Linked DNA regions of Mus musculus: region 2 is linked to region 1. A link is a contact called in public Micro-C data. All regions are on one chromosome and are shown on one strand. The core of a region is the stretch at or near the end of the contact, and the rest is flanking DNA. Distances in the headings are between cores, read along the strand shown.

Region 1 (3,381 bases), core at 515-3,014:
AGGAGAATGGTAACAAAAGGAGGGATTTGTAAGGGTGGAGCTAGGAAGAGAGGAGGAACTGTCGTGGGGTGCCAACTGGGATGTAAAATTAATAAATAAATGAAAATTTTAAAAAAGAAACAATAAATAAACAGAACTAAACCATTTTGGTAATTGTGCCAAAGAGAAACCAGAAGGATAAAGGTGACCGCTGAGATTTTATAGACTGTGACCTTCACCTGAATGTGGAAATGGTAAGAACTTAAAATAGCCTGCAGGAAAGACTGGAAGCAAGCCTCCCAAATGCTTCCACTGCTTCCAGGTATATTCAAAGCCATGAAAACAAGAACAACGTTCTTTGAGTCATAAACTGACATTAAGAAAATATACGAAGGCACAGCTCTAAGCTTGCTGTGAACCACTGCTTAAAGGAATGGGAAGGAATCCACAGGATAAGTTTGGAAGGGTAATTTTCCCAAGTAGGAAGAAAGTATCAATGGTCAGAGGCCTAAGAGAAAAGAGAAAGATTTTCTCCTCTCTGTGGTCTGGCAAAAATCACAAGCCAGGAAAATATTAGTATTAAACTACCCAAGGGATGAGCAAGTAGGATCTCCTTCATAAAGGGATGCACACCATTCCTGATGCTCAGGAGGTGACACAACAGCTAACCAGGAGGAAGAAGCTTTTCCCATTAGCAGCTTCCCAGTAGGAAGAAGCAATAGAGGCAGCATTATTCCCAGAACCCCCTGATCCATCTAAAAGATCAGAACCCGAAACTTGCCCATAATTAGAAAGAACAGACGATACGTCAGAATAGCTGCAGGAGAAGGAAGGCAGACTCTTCCTACAGTGAGTAACGATTGATGGTCATTGAAATAGCGTACAGAGATCACATTATAGCTAAATGAATTCCTCCAAGCTTTAGTCCATGTCAAGTTTCTTATTCATGTGAAATTGGTTTTGATAACTTCTCTTTACCTTCAAGAACATAACTCTATCTCTTCCTGGTTCTCTCATCTTATTTCAGTAACTTACAGTGATACTTCTGTTTACATGGTGATGCTCATTACCATTTTGGAATTAGTGACTTTAAATAGTCATCCTTTATATACAAGCCTTGACTATATTTACTCAGGCCCCAGGGTAGCAAACACCCACTCAGAGCTTCTGGGAAGAATGCAAATTTGGTGTTAAGAGTCATGTGAACCTGGGAGCTAAAGGAAGAGTATCTACCGTGTCACCCATAAGCTCTGTGAGTTTACTTTTCCTGTAAGTACTAACTATAATTCTTAATAAAATGAAGTGAGGTGGGGGATATACATCAGGGCCACACAGGGCTTTGGGATATCAGAAAAAATCTTATCCCTGCTAACGCAGGATACCACAAGTTCATTCATGATTAAAGCCTACTGGTTTAAAATCCCATTGATAATCTAAACATGAAGTTACACTACAGCTTGAAAATATTTTTCAGAAGTATTAGGGTGGCCAAATTTCTGCTTAAAGTAGAAGTATTAATCTCACCTAGAGTGATCAAATATTCAGGTTTTGCCCCTAGTAGGAGAGTTCTTAAAATATGCAATTTTTTTTTCTGTCCTAGAACTGAGAAAGTCCCAGGTAAACCAGACTGTGTTGATAACTGTGGCCCTACCTCACAGGTATCTGGACCTTAACATCAGCTGGGATTCCCAGGGTGGGGTCCTCAGGCTAGCAGCAGCAACAGCAGCAGCAGCACTATCTGGAAACTTGTTAGAGATACAATTTCTTGGAACCCAGTCTGAGTCATACACTCTAGGGACTGAGCCAAGAAGTGTATTCTAATGAATTCTTCAAATGACTTTGATGCACTGGACATGATAAAGTTTGAGGTACATTGGCCAGCAATATGAGTCTTGTTTTTACTTACTACAAAGGACTGGGGGTGTGTGGTAGGAGTGGTCACACTGTATTAACTAAGCAGCCTTAATTTCTTTATGACATTTTTATAGCCAGACCATCCCTGTCATTAAAACTTCCCCAAGTTCTGCATCACAGAGTTCTGAGTGCAAGGAATGAGGAATGAAAATGGTTAGTGGATAGTTTGGCTGGAGAAGGAAGTTGCCTCATCCTTAGGTTGTAAGGGAAGGGTGGAATCACACAAACTGATGCTGATGAAAGTTTACCAGTTCCTCTGCTTTGGCAAGATGTTAGTCAGGAAGTATATATTCCAGACTAGGGCAGGAAGTATAAGGCTAGGCTGGTAATTCCTCTGACAGGAAGCTCCCAGGAGCTTCTTAAGTGAGTGCCCTTTTAGTTCATCAAACAATCTCAAAACCTCTTCCTCACAGACACTCTGACTACCAAACAAAGCAAGCCAGGAGACTTTGCATAACACATAACCACTACGTAAGATGTGGAATATTTAAATTTCCAAGACATTGGAGTGTTTGTACAAGTATTTATTTTATCCCATTAACGGTAAAACCTTGTCCCTACAAACTTCTCAGCACCTCCTAAGATTTTCTCAGTAAAGAGCAGCATTTGTCAGACATCTCCATCTTCCAAAAGAAGTACCGGGGCAATATCTTACTGATGAATGTAAATGGTTGACAACAAGCACGTAGTTATTAACCTCGAGTTGTAGCCCCTGTTCCAGGGAGTTGTGAGAATATTAGCAAGTGATCGAGGTGCTATTAGTAGACTGTTTTTCAATCACTTTGATTTTGTATATAAAAATATAACATGAGTATATATCATCAGATTTGACAACCCCCACCCCCAGACCTTTCCTGGATCACACTCAAAACCAGCTTCCTCTGAGAAGGCCTCTCTTCATTCTCTCTCATCACAAAGTGCTAGAGATCAAGTCGTTCTCTTGTTAAATATACGCAAGAGCGACCCCAGTGGTCTTGAGAGAGTAGCTGACTTCTGCTGCAGCTGAAAACATGTACGTTTTCCATTGTGTGATTAATATATTAGAAGTGCTATTGAAATGCTTTTGTACCGTTGAAATCTTGGATAGACTTAGCTTTACAAGAAAAAATAGTATTTTTCAATATTACGTAATTCATATCTTATATGCGTTTGTGTCTGGTTCTGGCAAGCTAATGCAGATAACATTAAATGGCAGTAAAATTGTGTATATTACTTGTTCTAGCCAGTTGGTTTAATCAACAATCTTAAAGGTATTTGTTAACTATGTGTAAGATAATTTTCCTATAGCATCATTTTATTTTCCATTATGAATGTTGAACTTTCCTTTGACTGAATAAGGTAAATTACAGATCAAGAGTAAGAATTCCCACTAGAGTAAGAATTTCCAGAGCTTATTATACTCTAAAGAAATAAAAAATAGAAATGGCACCTTTATTTCAAATTCCTAATCCTGGTGGCAGTCTAAAAGTTATGGAATATACCAATAAT
Region 2 (3,381 bases), core at 415-2,914, 100 kb before region 1:
ATGCCACCGTGTCCAGGCAGCCTTGAGCCATCCAGATCAGCCTTTGGGTCCGCTCTCAGAATGACTGTTCATTTGACAGGTCATATGACTCTTATTCCTGTCCTCCTTTACCCACCCTGTACTCACGATCCATTTGGTGGTGGGTTTTAAATGCCAATTTGTATCTTATTCTCAGCTTAGCTATTCTGGACTCACTCCTAAAAACTCTTTGTAAATTTTACCACTTCCAAACCTCCCTAGCTTCCATTTTGGTCATGCCCCATTGGCCTGGGAGGTCCTCATGCGACCTTGTGAGGCAGTATTCCTAAAAGAAACTAACTGTATAGTAACAAGGTATTTCTATAATATGTTCTGAGGAGTTTTTATAGACTAAATAAACTCCTGATATTGAAAATCCATGGTGACACCGGAATGAGTAGCAATGCTCCCAGCAAATAAATATTCAATAAATCTTACGGAATGAGGGAATTTTACATAATAACCTGTGAATAATCCTGGCTGCAGCGACTTTGTTGTCTGTCTTGCATACACACTTCTTACTGCCAGAGCAATGAGGACAGCAGGAGTGGTTGACAGGGGGAGGCAGTCTGCTGGCCCCATGATTCTACAGATGATTTCCTCTGTTTCTCCTTTAGTCAAAACAAGTTCTGGCTCCCTGGGGCTCTGAGGTGAGCTGAGGGTCAGAGCATTGGAAGAGCCAACCCTTCTCTCAGGGGCTCCCAGCTCGGGATCTTACTTTGTGTTTTCGGAGGAGCCGGTGTTCACTTCTGCTATCTGTTTAGAAGAACTCCGATGCTTTCAAAACAGTTTGTCCTTTAAAACAGATAGGCATTCCCTCTATAATTTGTTTACACTGCTCATGAATAAATTACCAGTGCCACTGATATAGACTCATAGACTCAAGCTTAACTAGCCTTACTGTGGCAGTTGATCATAAATTAGCAGTGTCTACTTAATGCGATTTTATTATCTACATAGACATGTGTCTTCACGGTATATGCCTATGAACTGAGAATCACTGCAATTTAGTGTTAGAAGGAAGCAAAAACAATTCGGCAGGCTGGGGTTGTAGCTCAGTTGGCAGAGTGTTTGTTTAGCATGCACGGAGCCTTGGCGTCAATCCACTGCACCACATAAAATGAGCATGGATGATCATACAAACATGCAATTCAGCACTAGGGAAATGGAAGCAGAGAGGTCAAAAGTTCAAGGTCAGCCTGGGACACATAAGAAGACCATGTCTTCAAAAAACAAAACAAAACAAAGAATAATTCTGCATGAACCTTACACTGTGCAGGTGAAGCAACGAACAAGTAGGAAATTGTTCTTTTTCTTCTACTCAAGAGACTAGCTCTATTTTAAACACAACTCCAAGTCTCATTTAGAGAGATGATTTGCTGCGATTCTACGCTCTGTCGAGCACGCTGCCTGTTACCTAACGTTGCTGCTGTGTCTTCTCAGCTCACTTGAGTCAACAGACACCCTGAAGACAGCTGTGTTTTATTTATCTTTCCATTCCTCATGGAGCCTCCCTGGCTATCGAAACTAGACAGTACTGGATTGGGCTTGGGCATTAAGCTGCAGGCAGCTCTGATCCTATACTGAACAGAAGGAAGCAGACACCAGATGCTAGGTCTCCAGGGTCTTGAAAAGCGTCCTTCTGCTATGTTTTCACTGGTTAGCCTTGCTTAGAGCCCTTGTCCTCCCTTTCTTTACCAGAGAGATAGAAAGATGAGGTACTGTGCCTCAGCCTTTCTTCTCTATTGTTTCCCTAACCCAAGCCACAACTTCTTGAACTAGGCTGGATTTTTGCTGCCGTTGGCTTACACACTTGACTCTGTGTCTCTCAGTTCAGCCCTCTTGACTTTTGGTATTTTGTGGCAAATTAACTCAGACCACCTGCCGTAACAACACTGAGAGTTGAACTTCTTTCTTCCTTGATACTTTTGACCTAAATAAGCGGGGGTTAAATTATTACAAATTTGGACATCAGTGATTCATTTGGCAAATATTTATTGATCACTTAATGTGTAGCACAGTAGAATCTGTTCTGTCTGGTGAAGATATGAAGTAAGAAATAAAACCAAGTTGTGCTTTCGTGGAGTATACATTTGGGTGGAAAATGGATGGGGTAAATGTGAATGAACAGATATGCACTGTGTAGACACCACCAAAGGGCAAACGCTGTGAAGAAACAGAAAGGGAGAAAAGGACATAGAGAATCAGAGGATAAAGTGGTAGTCTTGAGAGGAAGACTAGAAAGGGCCTGGGTAGAGACCTTTTGAAAAATCCTCTGTACATAGGTGGCTTCTGAAGTCATATAGCAAATGAGACCATCTGGACACCGATGCAGTCATTATTGAGATGTATAATGGCGTATCGGCTCTAGGGCATTTAGAGGCAGAAGATGGTGAGGAAGATTCAGAGGGCAGGTTGATAAAGAACAGCCAATGATAAAATAAGCAGTCGTGTTAAATATTCAAAGGCAAAATTGAGAAAGTAATTCAAAATCGAGCACTATCAAAGAAACCCGAAGAGAAAAGACAACTGAGAGACGAAAAGCACATCACATCTCTGGGATCCACTGCTGCAAAGAAATCAGAAAATGAGCAGCATCTACAGAGGGCTGAGCAACCAAGAAAACCATTTCTCTCATTTCTTATTTAACTGTGCATGTATGTGTGAGGTGGGAGGGTGTGGCAGGTCGTGTGTGTGGGCTCGAGCTCGTGCGCACACGCGTATGTGCATGGTCACAGAGGTCAGAGGTCAAATTTTCTAAGTGTTCCCCCAGTGCCATCTACCTTATTCCTTCCAAGACAGAGTCACTCATGAGCATGGAACTTGCTGACAAGGCTATGCTACCTGACCACTGAACCTCAACACTACATTTGTCTCTGCCTCTCCAGCCCTGAGATGGGAAGCATGAGACACCATGCCCAGTCCCTCCACCTCACGTCTGGGAATACATTCAGGTCCTCACGCTTGCCGAGCAAGCACTTTATACACTGAGCTATCTCCCTGGCCTATTCATTCTCGACCTTCCTAATGCTGAGACCCTTTAATGATCCCCACGGAGCTGATCCCCAGCCACAAAATCATTTTCATTGCTACTTAATGTAATTTTGCTACTGTTACGAATCATAATGTAAGTATCTGTGTTTTCCAATGGTCTTAGGCCTCCCCTGTGAAAGGGTCCTTTGTAGGGGGTCACAATCCATAAGTTGAGGACTGCTATCCTAGCTGCAGCTTTGATTTTTCTAAGAAAGGGGAAATCACAACATTTTTATGCACAGAGAGCAAAGATTCAGCAAGGAGGGAAAACTGGTAACGTACAGTAGCTGTTTGCTAGCACACATTCCATCTCCACTGTGCTTTTCTTTC

Evidence for each region. Hi-C and Micro-C count contacts between places; a contact is called where the count stands out from the background.
Region 2: a contact with region 1 is called in a Micro-C map of granulosa cells, with 3 times the contacts expected there. The contact joins two enhancer-like sites. A contact is called at or near these places in 1 of 39 promoter capture datasets (the 3T3-L1 cell line), 1 of 15 datasets of contacts at CTCF or cohesin (the NIH/3T3 cell line), 26 of 484 Hi-C or Micro-C datasets (the 3T3-L1 cell line, CD8 T cells, the HPC-5 cell line and 14 more), 3 of 115 datasets of contacts at active chromatin or transcription factors (bone marrow-derived dendritic cells and embryonic stem cells) and 1 of 9 other capture datasets (bone marrow-derived macrophages).

The regions. Positions count from the first base shown.
Region 1 is chr14:76,901,969-76,905,349 of GRCm38.p6, reverse strand. No RefSeq gene overlaps it. Among named protein-coding and RNA genes, the nearest start is that of Gm30365, 66 kb to the right of the region's middle. Within about 2 kb of position 1,764, at least 11 of the 459 cell types and tissues checked have an H3K27ac peak or open chromatin away from gene starts, as enhancers often do. A contact at or near this core is called in granulosa cells, where this site is marked.
Region 2 is chr14:77,003,059-77,006,439 of GRCm38.p6, reverse strand. No RefSeq gene overlaps it. Among named protein-coding and RNA genes, the nearest start is that of Lacc1, 32 kb to the left of the region's middle. Within about 2 kb of position 1,664, at least 28 of the 459 cell types and tissues checked have an H3K27ac peak or open chromatin away from gene starts, as enhancers often do. A contact at or near this core is called in granulosa cells, where this site is marked.